2 separate regions of the Mus musculus genome follow, and region 1 is linked to region 2. The links are chromatin contacts, called in public Hi-C maps. All regions are on one chromosome and are shown on one strand. The core of a region is the stretch at or near the end of the contact, and the rest is flanking DNA. Distances in the headings are between cores, read along the strand shown.

The links. A called contact is a pair of places that touch in the nucleus more often than the background predicts.
Region 1: a Hi-C map of bone marrow-derived macrophages shows a contact between it and region 2, with 39 read pairs. The contact joins two enhancer-like sites. A contact is called at or near these places in 5 of 39 promoter capture datasets (3T3-L1-derived adipocytes, the HPC-7 cell line, hippocampal neurons and 1 more), 5 of 484 Hi-C or Micro-C datasets (LSK cells, bone marrow-derived macrophages, granulocyte-monocyte progenitors and 2 more), 8 of 115 datasets of contacts at active chromatin or transcription factors (astrocytes, bone marrow-derived macrophages, embryonic basal ganglia and 4 more) and 3 of 9 other capture datasets (bone marrow-derived macrophages, embryonic stem cells and macrophages).

Annotation. Positions count from the first base shown.
Region 1 is chr11:31,847,135-31,851,685 of GRCm38.p6, reverse strand. No RefSeq gene overlaps it. Among named protein-coding and RNA genes, the nearest start is that of Gm39675, 12 kb to the right of the region's middle. Within about 2 kb of position 1,330, at least 36 of the 459 cell types and tissues checked have an H3K27ac peak or open chromatin away from gene starts, as enhancers often do. A contact at or near this core is called in bone marrow-derived macrophages and macrophages, where this site is marked.
Region 2 is chr11:31,732,403-31,736,566 of GRCm38.p6, reverse strand. No RefSeq gene overlaps it. Among named protein-coding and RNA genes, the nearest start is that of Gm35131, 7.4 kb to the right of the region's middle. Within about 2 kb of position 1,851, at least 72 of the 459 cell types and tissues checked have an H3K27ac peak or open chromatin away from gene starts, as enhancers often do. A contact at or near this core is called in bone marrow-derived macrophages and macrophages, where this site is marked.

The sequences.
Region 1 (4,551 bases), core at 81-2,580, 120 kb before region 2:
AGTTCACAGAATTCTCTTCAGTTCCTTTGAGAAAGGCATTTCAGTGGGGCATTGCTATGTGGTTTTAAATATCGAGACACCTGAACGCTAGCTTAAGGAGAAAAGAGTATTGAAAGGTGTTTTAGAAGCCTGTCGTGACCTCCATCCTTCTCCTTCTTCTCCTCCTTGTCCCTCAGACGGTTTCCATCTGTTTTACACAGCACGGGCACCCATGGACTCCTGGGTTAAAGGAACCTCAGCTCTCTCTTTAGAGAGCGCTTTGGCCTGAAACATGCAGAAAGAGCACCTGCGAGTGTTAAGCTTTACTTGGGGCACTTGGGCTATAGTAGTGTAGATTTTAAAGGGGAACAAAGAGGAAGAAGAGAAGTCCCAGTTCTGTTGGAGGTATCACTTCCAGTGAGATTATGAATGGTCAGCTGATCTCTATTGCTAATCCAATTGTCATTCCCAGGGGAAGAGTCATGTGGCCCTGGCTAAAAGCCAGTTCCGGGGGAGGAGCCAGATGAGGAATCCAGACTGCCCTGCCTGTCTTGGAAGTCCCTTGGACCAGAAGGCTTCAATACACAGTTGAGCTAGTTTTAACAAAAGTCCAGCCCCGCTATCATGGTACTGCTTTTTTCAAGGTCCCATCGGTGTTCTGTCCCGGGTGCCCTATATTTTTATCCTCATCTTGGTCTCTTTCATATTACGTTTGACCCACAGTTGCTCCATATTCGTGTTGTAACTGACTAAACCACATCTTTTCCAAATACTTTTCGCCTTCTCCACCGGAGTGTCCTGGTTAGCACTAAATGCCAACTTGACAGCCTAGAATCGCCTTAGAAAGGACTTTCAGACAAGCAGTTTTCTTGATCGTGTTGGTCTTTGGGTTTGTCTGTGAAAAATTGTCTTAATAGGTAATGGCTGTAGACTGACCCAGGTCACTGTGGAAGATGCCATTTCCTGGGCAAGTGATTCTGCGATGTCTTAGAAGTCTAGCTAAGCCTGAGCTGGTGAATGAGGCAGCAAGCAATATTCTTCTATCATTTTTGCCTCATGTCCCTGCCCTGTCTGCCTTCAGTGACAGACTGTGACCTAGATGTGGAAGCCACATAAATCCTTCCTCCTGCTGAGTTGCTCTGGCTTGTCACAGCAGCAGGAAGAAAGCTAGGATAGTGACTGAACCTTCTTAAAGGGGAAATGCGGACTCTCCCTGTTCTGCTTCATGCTACAAGCTCAGACAGAGCCAGGAGTAACAGAACACTGAAAGGGTGACTGTACTACAACTGCTGTTCTCTGGGTGGGCTCCTCTAAGGCAGGGATGCTGCTTGTACAGCTGGGTCTAGCCATGGGAGCCTGAATGGCCCTTGTCAGAGCACCCATCTTCCTTGCTCTGCAGGCTGGGGACACCATGGCCTGGATAGTTAGGGCTCTCTCATGTCTCCATTTGGTGGCTGTTGTGATCAGCTTTGCTGGTGTCAACTGTCACTTTTCAGCTGGTAAAGCTCTAGACATCCCTGTGCTCCTGCTATTTCTCCATCTTTCGTTTTAATGTGAGCCATTGCACATTCCATACTAGAGCAGATTACATCAGATGCTGCACTTGCCAGCCTCAGCACTAAGCTGTGCTTCTCACTGTCACAGCAGAAAGCCAACCTGGTTTATGGTAGTTTATACTACAGAGACAACTTCCGAGGATCCCTGAAGTGGAGGGGCCTGGTGGGTTCTGTCTTTTCCTGGTAGTTAAAAGCATGGTAGCCTGGGTCAAGAGACTAGGCTGCAGTTCCACTGGAGGCCCTTTCTCTGCATGGTCCTATGCACGAAACTTAACCCTTGGGTTCTCAGGTTCTCTGTGGAATCATTTTGACCTGAAATCAGGACACTGCATATGAAGTGCTTATCGTGGTTCCTGGTACATGGTAATGACCTAATACCCAGCAGCCATTGCTAATATATAGTTTACACTCTGATGCTTGAGTTTGGTCACATAACATCTCCTCAGTAACAGCCTGTAGGAACCAAGCTTCATCAGAAAGTTGCAAAGTTGTGGCAGTCTCCTATGTTTCCAGGACTGTCATAGGGATGAACTGGAACAATGGGTATACTCACCCATATGCATCGGCGCCTCTCAAATCTTACCCATTGATTCTTCTTAGCAAATCTAAGGATAGGTAATATATGCAATTTTACACACAAGGAAATAGAGGCATTAATAGGTAGGTTAAGAAACTGGCTCAACCCAAAAGTTAGTAAGTGGATAATTAGACTCCTTACCATGCCAATGACCACTGTCTTCTCTATGGTTTGAGGTGCTTGGCACGAGTAGGAGATTTTTAAAAAATAAGAATGACATTTCTACACATTGCTGAAGTATAAACAAAAAAAGAGGCTACAGAGCCTAACAGCTATTTAGAGCAGCATCCATGGAGTCCTTGGGAAATGAAACCAGGCAACTATGGAAGAAGAAAGGATCCAAACTCCTTAGTGAGTGCTGGCTGTTCCCCTGGGAGCTTAGCGGGTATGATGCTATGGAGTCCTGTGAAACACCATGAGTGACAGGTCATGGTCCATGTGAACTCTATCCCCACATACCTCTGAAGTTCTTGGTCTGAGAACAGACCTGAGAGCTTTTCCTAAGAGGTGGGAAGAAAAACAACTCCAATTGTCAGCCCCAGCTGACCAGCACACAGGATGTGTGAAGATTTGAATGGCCAAATTTCCAGGCTTATTTTCCACCAGTCCAGCAAAAATATATGCACAAGGCATAGCAGCCTCTAGGCCAGATACCTAGAGGTGTCCGTCAGTGGCCTGGAGGAAACAGATGGCACCATTCAAATTAAACAAAATGTGAGGAGAGTTTAATAAAGAAGAGGTCTGTTCTCAGACCAAGAACTTCAGAAGTATGTGGGGATAGAGTTTACATGGACCATGGGAACTGTGCGCCTGTCACACACGTGGGGACAGAGTTCACGTGGACCAAAGGTGAGGGGAGACCCATGAGACAGGGTACAATTCCCTGGGGCTGGTCATCTCCCCTGGGCCTTTGGGTCCAGGGATAGAGAGCACCCTGGAGGCAGCCACCTGGCAGGAAGTAGGGCTTTTGTCAGAGGGACCCACACCACACATTGTGGACTTGTACGTGAGAAGATGGGGGTGTAAATATCCCAGCCATCCTCATTTCATCAGAGTTCTCAATCCTGTTTTCTTCACCAGGACCTACAGGGGAAGTCGCAGTCTCCCAAGGCACAGGAAGACAGAGCGCACAGGCTGCAAGGGTCTGGGTACAATTCCCGAGGGGAAGTCTCAGGAACATTGGTACCCAGGAAAGCTATTGTTACTTTGAAACTGAAAATTTCCAGGCAAAGCGTAAGTTTGGGGTCCCAGAGATAATAGTCTGATTCTTGTATTGTGAAGAAAGGGAACTAAGGCATGCCTGACATTGCCTTCTGTCCCTTACATATCATATGAGAGTCTCTTAACCCACTCAAAGTGAGTTGGGTCTGAAAATGGCCATGCTCTTGATGGGCCACGCAAGAGATAGCCCAAGAGGATTGCTAGTCCCTTATGTCCCTCACAATCAGCTCGTCTTCATGGATTTGTTTGTGTTCGTTTCATATGCACAAATAAAGCATGTGATATTCCTTAGTTTATTTGGGAGAGCCCTCCCCCGTACCAAGGTCTGCACATGCTCCAGTCCCTTACATAAAACAATGCAGTACCTACATATAACCACATATTTGTGCCTGTGTACATGTCTAGATTATCTCAGCACCTCATGCAATGTAAGTGCTCCGTACATAGTAACTGTACTGTATTATTTAGGAAGTAAAAAATGGGGAAGAGTCTATACGTGTTTGGCCATAGTACTGTTGTTCTTTATTTATTCTTGACCTTGGGTTGAATCCATGGCTGCGGGAGCCATAGATAGAAAGGGGCAAGTATTTCCAGTTAAAGTATGGGATGCACCTGCAGCGCACAATGCCATGTTTTATTTGTTTCCGTATGCCCAGAACCTGCCACAAGGCTGACATACCATAGAATTCCAATAAGCATTTATTATGTGTGTGTTTCTGTGGCCCTCAGATTCCCACTGAGTGGCATTTATTAAGCCCTTACTACTTTCCAAGCGTTGTCTCTGGCCATTCTCATCTCAGTATTCTAATTTAATATTCATAACCACTCTACTTATCTTACCCTCACTTTTATAAACACTGGAACCAAGGCTCGGAAAGACAAAAGAGGCAGACCGTGGGTTTTAATAAGGTTTTTGGTTGCTTCCCTGATTGAATGTTTCATCCTCTTCTGTTCTGAAGCCGTCTCTGGATTGGTCACTGAACAGTTACTTCATGCATATGCATGGGCTGACGGCATGAATGAGTCCCCCAGAGTCTGCAGCGTGCTTTGTGCATCTCTGAGCCTACCACTGAGTGTGCTGGCTTGCTGGCAGTTGTCATTCCACTTTCTAAAACCGAGTTAAAATAATTTCAGTTAACATAGTTGTCCATAATTAGGGGCTGTGGTGTGATGTCTCAATACATGCACACCATGTGAACTGATCAGGGAGTTTCTGTT
Region 2 (4,164 bases), core at 602-3,101:
TTACTACCTATAAAACCCACCAAGGCATACTGAGAGGGAGGTGCAGGCCAAAATCATGGGCAATACAGCAACAGGAGCAAATCTGTGTCCACCTACACACACACACACACACACACACACACACACACACACACACACACACACATCTGCATGCACACACACAGCTTAGTATAGAGAGGTCAGAGGGAATGCCAGTGGCCTTCATCAGGAGACCAGAACCTGTTCATGAGCCAGTCAGCTGGTCAGTCATTGTTAGTCAGCACTCCATGTGATAAAATGCCTGGACTGGTTATTTTTGTCAGCTTGACACAAACTGGAGTCCCCTGGGAAAAGGGAACCTCAATTGAGGAAGTGCCTCCATCAGATTGGCTTGAAAGCATCTCTGTGAGGCATTTTCATGGCTATTATCTGATATAGGAGGACTCAGCCCACTGTGGGCAGTGCCATCCCTAGGAAGATGGGCATGGACAGTATAAGAAAAGTAGAGGAGCAAGGCAGAGAGAGAAAGCCAATGAGCAGCCTTCCTCTATGCTTGAGTTCTTGCCTTGGGTTCCCTCAATAATGGACTATGATGTCTAAGTATAAACAAAATAAATCCTTTCTTCCCCCAACATGCTTTTGGGGGAGACAAAGTAACAGAAAGCAAACAAGTATAATTCCTGAGATAATTTAGAGGGAAAGATTGCTTTGGGCTCAGGATTTCAGTCTGTGGCAGAGAGAGAAGGAGGTGAAAGAGAAAGAAGAAAATGGTTGCATCTCAGGGGTAGGCACACAAGTCACTGGGACCCTGCACCATCTCCACAAGCCTAAAGGATGATTGGCTGTCTGTTCAGAGGGTCAAGGAAAGGAAGCTGTTGAAAGTGTGAGCAGGGGACAAGGGTTTCACCTGCCTGCCCTGCCCATGTCTCAGCAGGGTGGCTTTAGCGGGGCCTCTTGGAAGAAGACTGACAGACATGGGGAGAACAGTGTATCCTGGGCCCAGCCTGAGCAAACACCCTGGAAATTACCTCTTCTGGACACCTGGTGGACATGTAGAGAGAGAGAGAGGTTAAACAGGGGTCAGTCCGGCCAGCCTGGTAGACCTTAACTGCCAAGTAAGGAAGAGAAGTATCGGTGATCAATTGTTTCCGTCTTCCTCACAGAGTGCGCGTATCACCCTGTGCAGAGGAGCCCCACCCAGTGGTACACTCTATCCAAACCCTCAGAGTTTAGGGCTCAGTTGGTGGCCCTGCAAGGAAGCATGAAGCAACTGTCAAGTGAGACCCAAACCAGACCTCAGAAAGTAAGCTGGCCTATGACACACAGCCTCTTGGATCAGACTTCTCCGCTTTGTGACCTTTCTGCTGGGGACAGAGGCTTCTTCAAGGCTAGGCAGCTGGGAGTTCTTAGAAACATAAATTGGCCTGAGCCTCATCTGTAGATTGGGGTAGCAATCATCCATTGCCCATCTTGGGCCTCCAAGAGACAGAGAATGAGGGCCACCTGGGTCGGTGCTCCCCAAAGGTGCCCTCTAGGACCAACCACCTGGCTTGGGAACTGATTGGAAATGCCAACTCTCAGATCCTACTATGGACCCACTCGCTCAGGTGCTCTGGGGAAGGGCCTAGCAACCTGATTTAAAGGAGACCTCCAAGGGCCAACATTGATTGGATTTGCTTGGTGCTGCGGTGTTGGGGAGATGGCTGAGGATGATAATACCCTCCCTAACTGCTTTCCAGCTGTAGTGCTGGGTCCACAGGGGTCCCAGACCTGGGATCTTCCTGTCTTGGGAGTGGCCCTAAGCACCCTGGTTGCACTCTGGAGCCTCAGTTCCCACAGCTTTTAAACAAGGAGCAGCAGGTGATTGGAAGGCTTACACAGAAAGGCCTCACCCTTGAGGCTGGTGCCCTGGTATTGCCTAGTAACAGAACTTAGACTGTGGCAAGGATGCTGATTTTCTTAAGCAAGTGACAAAGGTTTTCCTGTCTCAGAAGTATCAAGACTCTAGCATGAATCTCCATGCCACTGTTATCATCCCTGATATAAGGTTCCAATGACAGACAGGTCAGCTGCCAGAGGGCCTCTGCCCATCAGCTGCAGCTTGCAGAGGCTGAGGATCTCAATGACCCGGATCACAAAGCAGGGGGGTTGTGATGCACATATGGCTGGGCCTGGCAGCCTCGTCCTCCCTGCTTGTGTGCGATATTAACATAATGTCCCTTGCAAAAGCGATTACAGAGTCACAGGGAGCAGAATGTCATTTGGTAGCTACTTCCTGCTTCCACCAGCAATGGTGACTAAACAAGCTAATTAAATCAGCACAAATTTGCACACAAGCTAGGCAGCTGGGCCCAGAGCAAGGTGGCTGCAGCATAATCCTGTACAGTGTGGGGGTGGGGTGGAGACCTGACTAACCACCCCAGGGCCAGGGCACTGCCTGGCAAGTCTGAATAGGGAAGGCTGCTTGCAGTCTTGGGAAGCCAGGGCCTGTGCCCCTGCAGCAGAGCTATCAGGAAACAGCAAAGTGGGCCTGCATGCTCACCTTGATTGTCTTACTGTGGAGTTGGAAAAGGGGTCACCACGTGTATCCCCTGTGGTTTCTGGAGAAGGTAGTGTGGCGGCCCCCTTTATACAAGTATCAGTTCTGTCACATGCTGTAGCTCCTTGACACTTGAGATCTCTTAGTCAACATCCCCGTTGATACGACGGGGTTGGTGTGACAGGGTTGGTGTGTGCGTTTATGCTTGATACTATGGGGAAATTTTACTGAGATGGTAACATAAAGTTAACATCATCATGTGACACGCGACACAGCTGGTGTTCTGTAAACTGGGCTGTCGTTATTTCTATTCTTGTTCATGGAATGCCACGATGGGCCTTCTCTGGATCAGGACCAGGTTCTGAGGATGCAAAGCTCAGGATGTCCCTCTCCTTACCTTCAAGGGGCACATAATAAGATGGGGTGACAGATTGAGTCACCTGCCCCAGGGTGGGGTCTGTGGAAGATGAAGAAGAGAGTGAGGATGTGCAGCCCTGGGGACTCAGGATCCAGTCCCAAAGGGGTTGCTGCTGCAGGATTGCATCCCCACAACAGCCTGGTCCAGAAGCTGGAGACCCCTGAGGGACAACAGGACACCTGCTGCCCAATATAAGCTGGCAGATCTTGGCTCCAAGGCATAGAAGCAGTAGAGGTTGTGGAGGAGGTTCTACAGGGCAAAGAGAAGAGAGGTGGGGGTGGGGGACACAGGGCAGTCTCCAGGACAGAGTGGCAGCTGCCCCTCCAGGGAGACTTCCTAAGCTCTCCTACAACTGTGTGGGAGGGGTCAGACTGGACAGGCAGCTCACACCACCCTGAACAGCTTCCTACAATTGTCATGTGCAATGCTGTCACAATTACAGCACCCTGAAGTGTTGATGACATCATGCTTGTCATTTAAATTCCTCATTGAAAAACAAAACCAAAACCAAAAAACGTACCATGTCCATCATGGTAAGCTAGTGCCTTTGACCATGGGCAGGAATGTGTAGATGAAATGAAAACTAAACCATGTCACATGCTGCCAGCAGAGTGCTGTCACTTCCTGAAGGCTCATAGGAGTGGGGATGGGGTAAGGACCTGGGGAGCTAGAAGACGGGGGAGAGGAGGTTGAAGGAGAAGTTCACCTTCACCCTGTCCCTGGGGACTAACAGCTGGGGAGCTGGGGAGGGACCCTCCCTGGTCACTTCCGTAGCCACTGATAATGGGGCGTGCAATGCCTCCTTCATGCTCCTGTATGTGTGCTGGGGCTTCTGTTCCTGTACCCCACAGGGAACCAATCACCCACCCCCCTATCTCCTTGCTTTGGGACTTCCTGACCACAATAACCTTGACGGCCATACTCTTTCCAGTTCTGTGAGTTTATCACCTCTTTACATGGGAGAATTGACCACATGTGCCACTGCACATATCCTCCCAGTAGTGTAGCCTGTGTGAAAGTTCTGGGAGGCACCATGCACAGACACGGGGCACCCAGAGTGGCTCTGTGGGCAGAGTGGTGGCTACTGGCTGACACTTCACCAAAGTTTGACAGCACTGCTCCCTGCCTCCCAGTCATGTGACAGTCTGAAGGACGTCCCATGGGCTGTGAGCCCCAGTGTCTCCTCATCAGTGCTCTCTTAGGCTGACTATCAAACAGAAACTGAGGC